Regions from separate parts of the Sus scrofa genome. Here region 1 is linked to region 2. The links are chromatin contacts, called in public Hi-C maps. All regions are on one chromosome and are shown on one strand. The core of a region is the stretch at or near the end of the contact, and the rest is flanking DNA. Distances in the headings are between cores, read along the strand shown. Region 1 has its middle 15 kb from the start of TCL1B. Region 2 has its middle 35 kb from the start of GLRX5.

Region 1 (5,625 bases), core at 2,200-4,699, 78 kb after region 2:
ACACACAACACCAGCATGCACATACACTTATGTGTGCACACATGTGTGCAAGTATGCACACACGCACATGTGTACATAACAATGTATACGTCTGCGCACACATGCACACACATGTGTGCACAATGCACACATGTACATAGAACACACATGTGCATACAGGCACAATGCACATGCATAAGCACACACACATGCATGCACATACACGTGTGTGTACACATGCATGCACGTATGCACACATGCACATATAGGTACACACATGCACACATGTACACGCACAATTTCACTCACACACACATGTGCGCACGCACATGCACCTTGCTTGCAGGAGTCTCCTCTCAGGGCCGCCCTGACCGAGCCTTCCTTGCCACGTTAAAATGAGCACCAGCTTTGGAATAGCTAATAGACTGCGGCACTTCTAGATAAAAATAGAATGCGTCTTCTGCCCAGGCACCTGGTGGGCAGGCTCCCAGCCTCCTTCTTTCCAAGATTTCCACGTTACTGCTTTTTGGTGCCCAAAGACAGTCCCCTGCTCCGGGCTTCCAGCCTCAGCTCTGCTGGAAGGGCAGGCCCTTCTCAGCTCAACTCCCATCACCCTGGAGCCAGGAGAAGCCTGGTCCTTCCAGCCCCTCGGTCTCTCCTTGCTGTGAGCCTGCTGCCTCCAGCGGGCACATCTCCTCCCCACCCGTCAGACGAGGCCCCAGTCGGGGTCTGACCATCCCCGCATCAGTGTGTCAGCGGTCAGCCCAGCTGCTCACAGGGGGGACACGGCAGTACCCGGTATCCAGGGGTACTGCCCTCTCTTCCTCCAGCCCTGGGCTTCTGGATGCCTGAACCACACGGAGACTAAGGAGCAGCTCTTCTGAAGGTGAAAGTCATTTTCTCCGTGGGGCTCTGGTAGGAATAAGAAACAGCACTGTTCCAGCAGCCTGTTGGAGTTCCCGTCGTGGCTCAGCAGTAACGAACCTGACTAGTGTCCATGAGGATGTGGGTTCGATCCCTGGCCTCCCTCAGTGGGTCAGTACCTGGCATTGCCATGAGCTGTGGTAAAGGTCGCAGGCATGGCTCGGACCTGGTGTGGCTGAGGCTGTGGTGTAGACCGGCAGCTGTAGCTCTGATTCGACCCCTAGCCTGGGAATTTCTATATGTCACAGGTGTGGCCCTAAAAAAGCAAAAATAAAATAAAATAAGCCTGTTGCTGGCCTAGGTTTGTGTCTCCAAATCATTCATAGACCTCAGGAGCACAAAGGGAGCCTGAGGGCACGACAGCAGATGCAGGCAAAGCCGGTTGGAAAGGCTGAGAGCAGGTGATTGTCTGCGATCTGCTTCCTTCTCCCCCGCGCTCCCTGCCTGCCTCCTCCACGCCTCCATTCCGGCCTGAAGGTCCGCTGGGCGGCTGGGAGGCCTTGCGTTTACCCAGGAGCTCCCTCTCTGCCGGCTATAGCTTGCTCATTCAGTGGCTGCTGTTGCACAGCCCCCAATCCTCCTACGGTAAAGAAAACAGCAACCACAGGCAACGGGACCCGAAGGAATCAGCCGTCAGGTACATCCTGCAACGTTGCCTTTTGTTTCCTTCCAGCCACCGACTCTTCCGGTTTTTAAAACCCAGTAGAGCTCATACTACAATCAGCTTAAAAAATCTTTTGTTCACAACTCTTCCCTTGAATTTCCCGAAGGCAAATGCTCCTGCTGGCAGCCCCCTGCCTAAGTCGGCTCCTCAGGGGGCATCTGGGAAGGAGCCTGACCCCTAGCCAGCTGTGAGAGTTTCCTACGGCCAGGGTAACAAATTACAGCTACTGGCCCCTTCAAAACCACGGGTTTATTGTCTTAGGTCTGGAAGTCAGAGGTAGAAAATGGATTTCAAAGGGTTTAAGCCAACATAGGGCCATGTTCCCCCGGAGGTCTCTGGGGAAGAGTCCACTTCTTTCCCTTTTCCAGCTTTTAGTGCTGTGTTCTGAGGCTCGTGGTGCCTCCTTCGTGTTCAAGACCAGCAACTTGGCATCTCCAAATCCCCCCCTGCCTCCATCATCCGTAGTCAGGTCTCCCTCTTATAAGGACACTTGGTGATAGCATTTAGGGGCCGCCTGGATAATCCAGGATGATATTTCCTTCTCAAGATCCCAAACTTCATTATATCTTCAAGGTTCATTTTGCCCTGAGGTCAAGGTAAGACTCACATGTCCTGGGCACTAGATCCTGGCTATTTCTGGGTGTATCACTCAGCCACCCATCAGCCCTGGGGTCTAGTCTGGAACCATGAGGCTGGCAAGTATGACCTCAGCCAGCAGCTCTCAGTCCCTCTTGACTGTGTCCCCGGTGTTTGTGGCTGGAGTGACTGTCCCCTTGCTGACTATGCTGCCAGATTGCAGGCTACTGCAGGGCGAGGCCACTGACCTGACCTCATCTCACCTTCAGATCTAGGAAAGGGCTTTGAGCCTTGTGAGTAGATGCCGTATTTGTTAAATAAATAAATGATCATATGATTGATAGGAACAGCAGATGCAGAGAATAAATAAGACAGTGGCTAGGGTTCCAGAGTTTTTAGTCTAAAAGCCAGCTGGACACTAGCCAGTGGCTGAGAGATGCGTGAGAAAGCTGTTGGCACTTGTGAGGGCTGACCGACTAGGTCAGGGCTGCACTGGACAAGTTGTTCCATGCCCACACCTGCAGCCAGCGCGGTGGCAATGAGTGGGAGCTGCTGCAGCTCCTCCAGCCGAACTAACCTCCAGATGTGCTTTAACCTACAATTCTCCGCTCCGCATCTCTCGGGTGGTTCTAACCCGGAACTATGCAGGAAAGGGAATTCTGGGAAATAAGCGACAACAGCACAAATCCACCAGAATCATTGTCCTCCCTGGTTTCAGGCTGGAGAAAGGAACCACCTCAGGGCTCCCCTGAGTCCCCGTGGCCACACTGCTGGACCTCAAGTCTTCTGTTTGCTGCATCTCCGGGACTTTACTGCGGTTGAAACAAATCATTATTCTATATTTGCTTAAAACCACTCCATTCTTATTTGCAAAACAAATATTTGTATGGAAAAAAAAATGCCTTTTGTCATGTTCCGTAGGCTCCTGTGGGGCAGGTTGAGTTGATTCCAGCTGAACGTGGGAGGTTTGTGAATACCGAATCACCAGGAAGGTGGAGTGGACTCCACCGCCTCTGACAAATTGTGTTTTCCACTTAAAGTAAACAAACATGTTTTTCTACCACCATCGTTTTGACAAATGCGGTTTCCAGTCTCAGGTTAGAAGTCAACAGCCCTTGGGGCCATGGCATCAAGCCCTTCCCTGTTACTGGAAAGGGCTTTGTCCCTCTTGGCAAGTAGACGGGGACACTTGATTCTGTGATGACACAAGACACAGAACAAGTGGAAACGAACTTAAAGCTTAGGCTCCCAGCGAGGCTGGCTTTCCTTTTCTGTCTCACAGGATGTAAGCCCAGCGCAGGGCAGTCACCCAGCCACCTGTGCCAATCATCCCCCGTCCTTTCCAAGTTTTTAATGATGCTCCCAGCCGAGGTCTGTATCATTTCCAGCCAAGAATGAGTTATAGCAGTTGCGGCATCTAATTTTCTGTTTCCATTCTAGTTACTTTACTCTCACGTGCTTGCCGGCTCCACCTGCCCATTTAGGCAGATGCCTGTCTGCCTTCCATTATGGCCGTATAACAAGAAAGACAACAGTCAAACTAAAAATACGCCAGAATCTTTACGATTCAGTGGAGCATCTGCTAAGTGCTTTTCTCTCCCAGGCGCTCCTTCTAATGATTCAAATGAAGTGGTAGCCTTATTCCCCTTATACAAATGACAAATTCAAGATCAGAATGGTTAAGGATTTGTTCAACAGTAACTTGGCATTTAGGCATCAGAGGTGGAGTTAAGACTCAGGACTGCTTCTCTCCCCAGACACAACCAGCCCTTCCACACTCCCCTGACACGTTTGTAACTGCAGATGGAGAAGAAAGACTCTCCTAGACCCAGGTGAGCTGAGCGGAGAGGAGGCTTAATGAGAAGCCCCTTTACAGAGGAAAAAACTGAAGCCCAGATAAGGATTGCCATGTCCAAGATCACATAGACAGGTGACTGGCTTCCGCTTCAGTGCCCTTTCTGTATCCACTCTGCTCATTTTCTATTTTTGTTTTCTTTTTAGGGCTGTACCTGCGGCATATGCGTATCCCCGGGCCAGGGATCAAATTGAAGCTGCAGCTACCGGGCTACGCTGTAGCCACAGCAACACTGGATACCAGCCGAATCTGCAAACTACACTGCAGCTTGTGGCAACGCGGGATCCTTAACTCACTGAGCAAGGCCAGGTGTCGAACCTGTATCCTCATGGATACTCGTGGGATTCATTTTCTCTGTGCCACAGCAGGAACGCCCAGAGCCAGATTTGAATTCGGGTCCTGCCTGACTCCACATTCACACGGGCGATGGGGCTCTGAGTGACACCCAGAGGGAGACTGGGCTGAGGGGCCCTGGTGAACACATGGGGTGGTAAGACCTGGAGAGCTGAGCTGCCTGAGGTCCCCAGAATGTCCCCACTAGGCCACCCCTCCAGGCCCAGCAGATGATCTCCCCAGATGTGGAGCTTCCTGCAGGTGAAGGGAAAGAAAATAGACTCTGCTCGAAGCAACACCCCACTCAGGGAAGCGCCTCCTGGGGTCCCCGGCTACGAGAGCAAAGCTCAGGCTTCCACCTCTAGGTCTCCCCCTAGCGGCGAGGGAGTTACTGTCATAGGCCCGGGATGGTGGGTAGATTCAGTTCAGCTCTACAGTCCCTTCCCTGGCCGTCCCCTCCAGTGCACAGAGCCAGCAGGATGCAGGGAGGCAGGGCTAAAACCTAGGGGGCCCCTCTTACCACACCTCTGCTATCACGCCCCCGTGTGGCCTGGAACCGGGCCCAGGCACTTCACCTGCAGTCTCTTTTAACCTCAGAGCAACCTTGCCAGGGAGGCCTTACTACTGTCCTTGTGATCCAGACGAGGAAACTGAGTTGGACCCGCGGCTCAGAGAGGTTGAGTGACTCACCCATGGTCACACAGCTAGAGAATGGCGGGACCAAGGTCCGAGTTGGTTCTGCTTTCACCAGTGCCACCCACGCTCTTGCGCTCTGATCCTAACGACTGTGTTTGATCTATTTGATCAGAGGGAATTGGAGAATTCTCCAAAGATTTTCACTTTCTGTCATCTCTCTAATGCTCAGGCTCAGACGGGGGAGTGACTAGGCCAAGGTCCACTGTGAATCAGGGACAGGCCTCCAGACCTCTGCTCTGTCCCGCTGTCCAACTCCCATCAGTCATTCCCTGACCAGAGAGGACCCCCCCCCCCCCCGCCTGCCCCAACCGCAGTTCCAGAAGGGTGTGGCGACTCTAGTTAACCCAAGCCTTGCCGGGAACCTCCGAGGTGCCGAACCCACTTGTGATGCTGGGAGGTGGGGTGTGGCCGGCCAAGGCCCATCTAGGGGGACACGTGTTTCCCATTCTGAGACTTGCTTTCCTCAGCTACCAAGGGGGCAGTGCCAGTTTGGTGACGATATAATGAGATATTGGATATAAAACATTTAGATCCGAGTCTGGCCTGTAAGAAGCGCTGGATAGATGGACAGTGTAATATTATCGCACAGTGTGACATG
Region 2 (5,191 bases), core at 792-3,291:
ATCATTTCCTTTTTTTTTAGTGTATTAATTATAATTATTCAAAAATTCTTGTTGGCTAACTCTAAAGTTTATGTCATCTATGGGTCTGCTTCTATTGGCTATTTTTTTCTTCTGGTTACAAGTAATGTTTTCTTCCTCTTTGATGGCGTGTGTGTGTGTGTGTGTGTGTGTGTGTGTGTGTGTGTGGCGCGCGCTGGCCCTTTTGTAGAAAAGAGCCACCAAAATTACACATGCTGTCATTTCCCACCAGAAGGCCTTCCTCTATCCTCGGCAGTTGAGTAGGATTGCAGCTGGTATGCAGTTTAGTTAGAATTGGTTAACCTCTGGTTGATACCTGGTCTTTGAGCACAGCTCTCCTGGAACCTGCAGGTTCTCTGTCCCCTCAGATCTATGAACAGCTCTGCCCTCTCCAGAACTTTAGCTCACCTTGTCCTTTTGTTGATTCCACAGTTTTCTAATAGCCTTAAAATATACATTTTGTGGTTGTCTCATTTTCCCCCAAATTGTTGCAGCAGGAACCTAGGCTTCTGTGACTAACTTCTACAGAAGCTGAAATTGGAAGAACCATATTTGTTGCTGTTGTTCATTGCTGTTTTCTCAGCACCTTGCAGAATATTTAGCACATGTTAGATGCTCAATAATTACTTGTTGAATTGAACTGAATTTTGTTTGCGTTTTGGGGCCTGTGAAATATCTTCATTCAACTTCACATGGCACAGAAGATTATTTCCCACCCTTCAGTTTACTGGGGTATAATGACAAATAAAATTGTAGGTAAAGTGTAAGAGTTCCTGTCATGGCTCAGCAGAAACAAATCTGACTCATATCCATGAGGATGCATGTTGATCCCTGGCCTCGCTCAGTGGGTTAAGGATCTGGCATTGCCATGAGCTGTGGTGTAGGTCCCAGATGTGGCTCAGATCCTGACTTGCTGTGGCTGTGGTGTAAGCCGGCAGCTACAGCTCTGATTTGACCCCTAGCCTGGGAGCCTCCATTTGCAGTGCATGTGGCCCTAAAAAGACAAAAGTAAATAAATAAAATGGGTTAATCACATTCTCTACCTTGTGCAGCTACTGTGAGGATGAAATGAGTTAATATCACGTACAAGTAACAGCAACGTATCTCTCTCATCTTTCATGTTTTTCTTTTTTTTCCCTTTTCCAAACTTTTCTTGGATATTCTTTCTCGCTTCTTCTTGCTGACGCACTTTATTTATTTATTTATTTTTAAATTTATTTTTTTCCTTTTTTTATTACTCAAATGAATTTATCACATCTGTAGTTGTATAATGATCATAATCTGATTTCACAGGATTTACATCCCACAGCCCAGGCACATCCCCCACCCCCCAAACTGTCTCCTCCGGAGACCAGAAGTTTCTCAATGCCTGTGAGTCAGCATCTGTTCTGCAAAGAAGTTCAGTCTGTCCTTTTTTCAGATTCCACATGGCTGACGCACTTTAGAATCATTTTGTCAACAGATTCCCTTTCAAACATTTGCTCACCTGCCCAGATTCAAAGCATTGAAAAATAGCAGCAATTCTAGCCCTTCCCCAGCTCTGCGAGACATAGATTCCTCCTGGCAGAAAGGTTTTCTCATCCAGTTCCTGGGAGCCGGTGTCCCTGGCCTCACCTCCATGGGCAGTTTTATTTGTCCTTTCAGTTGGTTGTGCAAAGAGCTTGGGCTGATGGTCAAATCCAAGTTGCACTGCTTGTCAGCTGTGTGACCTTGGGCAAGTCGGTCAAGTTCTTGTTGCCTCATCAAAGGGCAGAGACCTATTTCCCTCTGGGCTGTTGTAGGGTCACATGAGGTGGTCAATATCAGGAGCCCAGGCCTGGGGGGACTACCCTTTTTCTGCTTCCTTTTGAGCACCCACTCTGTGCTCCGTCGTTGTCCAAATAATGTTATCCAGCCTTTGTCTATCTCTGGGTAGACGAATGTGAGTTTGATTTATCACATTTGATTTTTCTCTCCTTTGCTACAGACGGGCAACTAGCCCACCTGGCTTCCCCAGGGAGCTGACCTCATGTAGACTCCTCTTCATGGACCAAGGCCAAGGCTCAGGGCCAGGCATGGAGACTGGCCGGGAGCAGATGCAGGACAGGGGTGAGGCTGGGCAAGGTGTCTCTTGGCTACCCCAGCTGGCACCCCTGTGCACGCTGACCTTGGGGACGAGGGGGTGAGCCTCCCACTGGCAATGGCAGGGCGGGAGCAGCACCCTGAGCAGGAGCCTGGCCCACCCCGGCCCAGCAGCCCCATCCCAACAGCCCATCCTAGCAGCTCCCGGAAATGACCTTAATTCGATGGCAGGGAGAACTGCTGACACATACGGTGACATCCCTCTGGGCAGGTGCAAAGGCAGAGAGCTTTTCTCTTTTCTCAGGGCTTAATATTTCTCTCCTGAGTGCAGGACTCAAACCCTGGAGGCAGAAAAGCACGTGTCCCAGCTTCCTGGACATTTAGATTTAGATTCCAATTTCAAGAGGTCCAGTCCTTCCGTTTGTCTTTATTTCTCAATAAATAGACATGGTTTGTTCCTCCAAAGACGGTCTGAGCAGTGCAGAGGTTGGCAGACTCTCTCTGTGAAGGGCCAGGGAGGAAACACTTTAACGTGGGGGTCAGGGGGCTGCTGTCGCCAGAGATAGCAATGAACAGATGTGACCGTGTTCCCATAATACTTTATTTGAGGACACTGCAATTTGAATTTTATTCTATTTTTTATTTTTTTGTGGAAAATTCCCAGGCCGGGGAATCACACCTGAGTCACAGCGGTGACAACGCTGAATCCTTAACCACTGGGCCACCAGGGAACTCCTGGAATGTGAATTTTAGAACATTTTTACTTGTCATGAAATATTATTCTTAAAAATTTTTCCCCACATTAGAAAAAGTGAAAACTGGAGTTCCCATTGCGGCTGAGCAGGTTAAGAACTTGACTAGTATCCATGAGGATGCGGGTGTGATCCCTGGCCTCACACAGTGGGTTACAGATCTGGCGTTGCCGTGAGCTGTAGCACAGGTCAAAGATGTGGCTCGGATGTGGCATCATCATGGATGTGGTGTAGGCTGACAGCTGCAGCTCTGATTTGACCCCCAGCCTGGGGCTTCCATGCTGCAGGTGTAGCCCTTAAAAAAAAAAAAAAAAAAAAAAAAAAAAAAAAGAAGAAAGAAAGAAAAGAAAAGAAAAAGAAAGAAAATGTGAAAAGCATTCTTAGCTTGGCGTCGTCTCCTTCTCAGACTCCATCAGGGGTGTCCCTACTTCCACCCACAATACACAACTGCCTGCTTCTCCCTAGCGGTCACTCACTGTCCCCAGGATGGAGCGCCTTCCCTGGCACTCAAGGCCTTTCAGGTCCAGCCCTGCAGCCTTTTCACCTCCCTGTCTGGCTCTCTCCTCCAGCCACACTGACCCCCTTCAGCTCCTGTATAGGAAGGACCTTCTCCCGCCTCTAGGCCTTCCCCAGGGGTTGGTCCCTCGGCCCCAGTGCTCTTGAAATAGAGCTTTAACTAAAGAACACCCCCCTCCGCCCCTTGGCTAAGAAGGAAGCTGCAAGCCTTTCCAGCTATGCTCCCCACTATGCCACCCTTCTTGTAATAATGTAACAACTGTGTGCTCTCTGTCCAAGCCAGCAGCCCTGCTAATCAGGTACCCAGCATTGCTTACCAGTTCCGCTTCTGTAACCTTGCTGGCTCAGTTTCTTAGGGAGGAACACTGCTGCTTGGGGATGGGGGAGGCCCGGGATGCTTACATGGGAAAATCAAGATCTTGCAGTGTATAAAAGTTACTGAGAACGAAGACCTGGTGCTCAGACTCTGGAGGTGACTCCTCTGAGCCCGCACCGGTGCTGAACAAACCTTGCTTTTCCATATCTCCGAGTGCTGTTTGTCTCCTTCCACTGCCACGGTTTCTGCGTTTCTGCAACACTCTGATCCTCACCTGGCCTGTCTCCCCCCCCACCCCCACCCCCAACCCAGATTTCATCAGCAAGTCCCTTTCTCGAAGGCTTCTTCCTCATTCCCGGTTGGGTTAGCCCCACCACGCATCTCCAGACGTCCCTGGACCTCCTTCCTGCCACTGACACCCTTGGAATTGTTTCCTTGCTACCCTGCCCTGCACGAGAATAGGGGCCTGTTGAGGGCAAAGCTATGTCTGTCATGCTCCTAGCTGAGGGGTACACAGCAGAGCCTCACCGTTCCCTGGAAGAAAGGCGGTTTCCCTGGTGTTCCCTCCTTGGCCCTTGCCTTCTCCCTCTCCCCTCTTCCTGGGCCATCTTGCCCACCTCCAGGCTTCCATATCATCCACCGCAGAGGTTTTCACACGTTCATGGCATTGAAACCACCCGGAGTTGGTTCAGCACAGCTTTCTGAGGCCCATTCCCATCAATTCGGGCTTGTTAGGGCAGGTGTGGACCCCAGTATCTGCTTTTATCCACCGACCACCCTGACACCTCCCTGCCCCACCCCACACATTTGAAACCAAGAGAAGCTAATGTACAGCGTTCATGGAGCAGGTTTTGAGAAATGCTCATCTGTGATAAGCTGATATTAGGCAGAATGAATGAATGAATGAATGAATGAATTAGGGTTCTGCTACGCTTCATCCAAGGACGGAGCCCCATGTGTTTCAGTGGAAATTTGGGTCTTAGTTCTCCCAGAAACTCCCTTGGAAAGATGGGCAGCTCTATGCCCTGTTCATTCATTTAGTACACAAATACTGTACCTGCTGAGCACCCAGTAAGGACAAGACATCGTGCAAGTACGGGCAGGCAATGGCGCGTCAAAACAGACAGGGTATCGGCCTTGGTGCAGTCTATGTCTATGGAGAGAGAATAATCAGAGTCAGACACGTGCTTAGTTAGAATGTTAACACGTGCTATGATGAACAGGAAGTGAGGGCGAGGGTTCTCGTCATCTGCTCTCAGACCCACCACGCTGGCCCTTCCCGGTGGTGGTCATTTGCCTCCAGAGAGGGCCACTGTCAATTCCCTTCCTCCTTGTACTCAAACGACGCTACCCGTGGGGCGGCGGAGCACGTGTCTCCGTCTGATGGAATGTGGGCTAGCTTGTGACTGCTTTGATCTGGAGATCAAAGAATGCAGGGGCAGCGATGGTCAGGGCTAGATCAGAAGTAGTCTTGGCTCTTCCTCTTGTTTTTTTGTTTTTTTTGGAAAAGCTTTCTCTTGGGACACCG

What was found. Hi-C and Micro-C count contacts between places; a contact is called where the count stands out from the background.
Region 1: a Hi-C map of liver shows a contact between it and region 2, with 5 times the contacts expected there. The contact joins two enhancer-like sites. A contact is called at or near these places in 5 of 47 Hi-C or Micro-C datasets (embryonic fibroblasts, epiblast stem cells, liver and 1 more).

What each region holds. Positions count from the first base shown.
Region 1 is chr7:116,895,467-116,901,091 of Sscrofa11.1, forward strand. No RefSeq gene overlaps it. Among named protein-coding and RNA genes, the nearest start is that of TCL1B, 15 kb to the right of the region's middle. Within about 2 kb of position 3,450, at least 2 of the 83 cell types and tissues checked have an H3K27ac peak or open chromatin away from gene starts, as enhancers often do. A contact at or near this core is called in liver, where this site is marked.
Region 2 is chr7:116,819,345-116,824,535 of Sscrofa11.1, forward strand. No RefSeq gene overlaps it. Among named protein-coding and RNA genes, the nearest start is that of GLRX5, 35 kb to the left of the region's middle. Within about 2 kb of position 2,042, at least 6 of the 83 cell types and tissues checked have an H3K27ac peak or open chromatin away from gene starts, as enhancers often do. A contact at or near this core is called in liver, where this site is marked.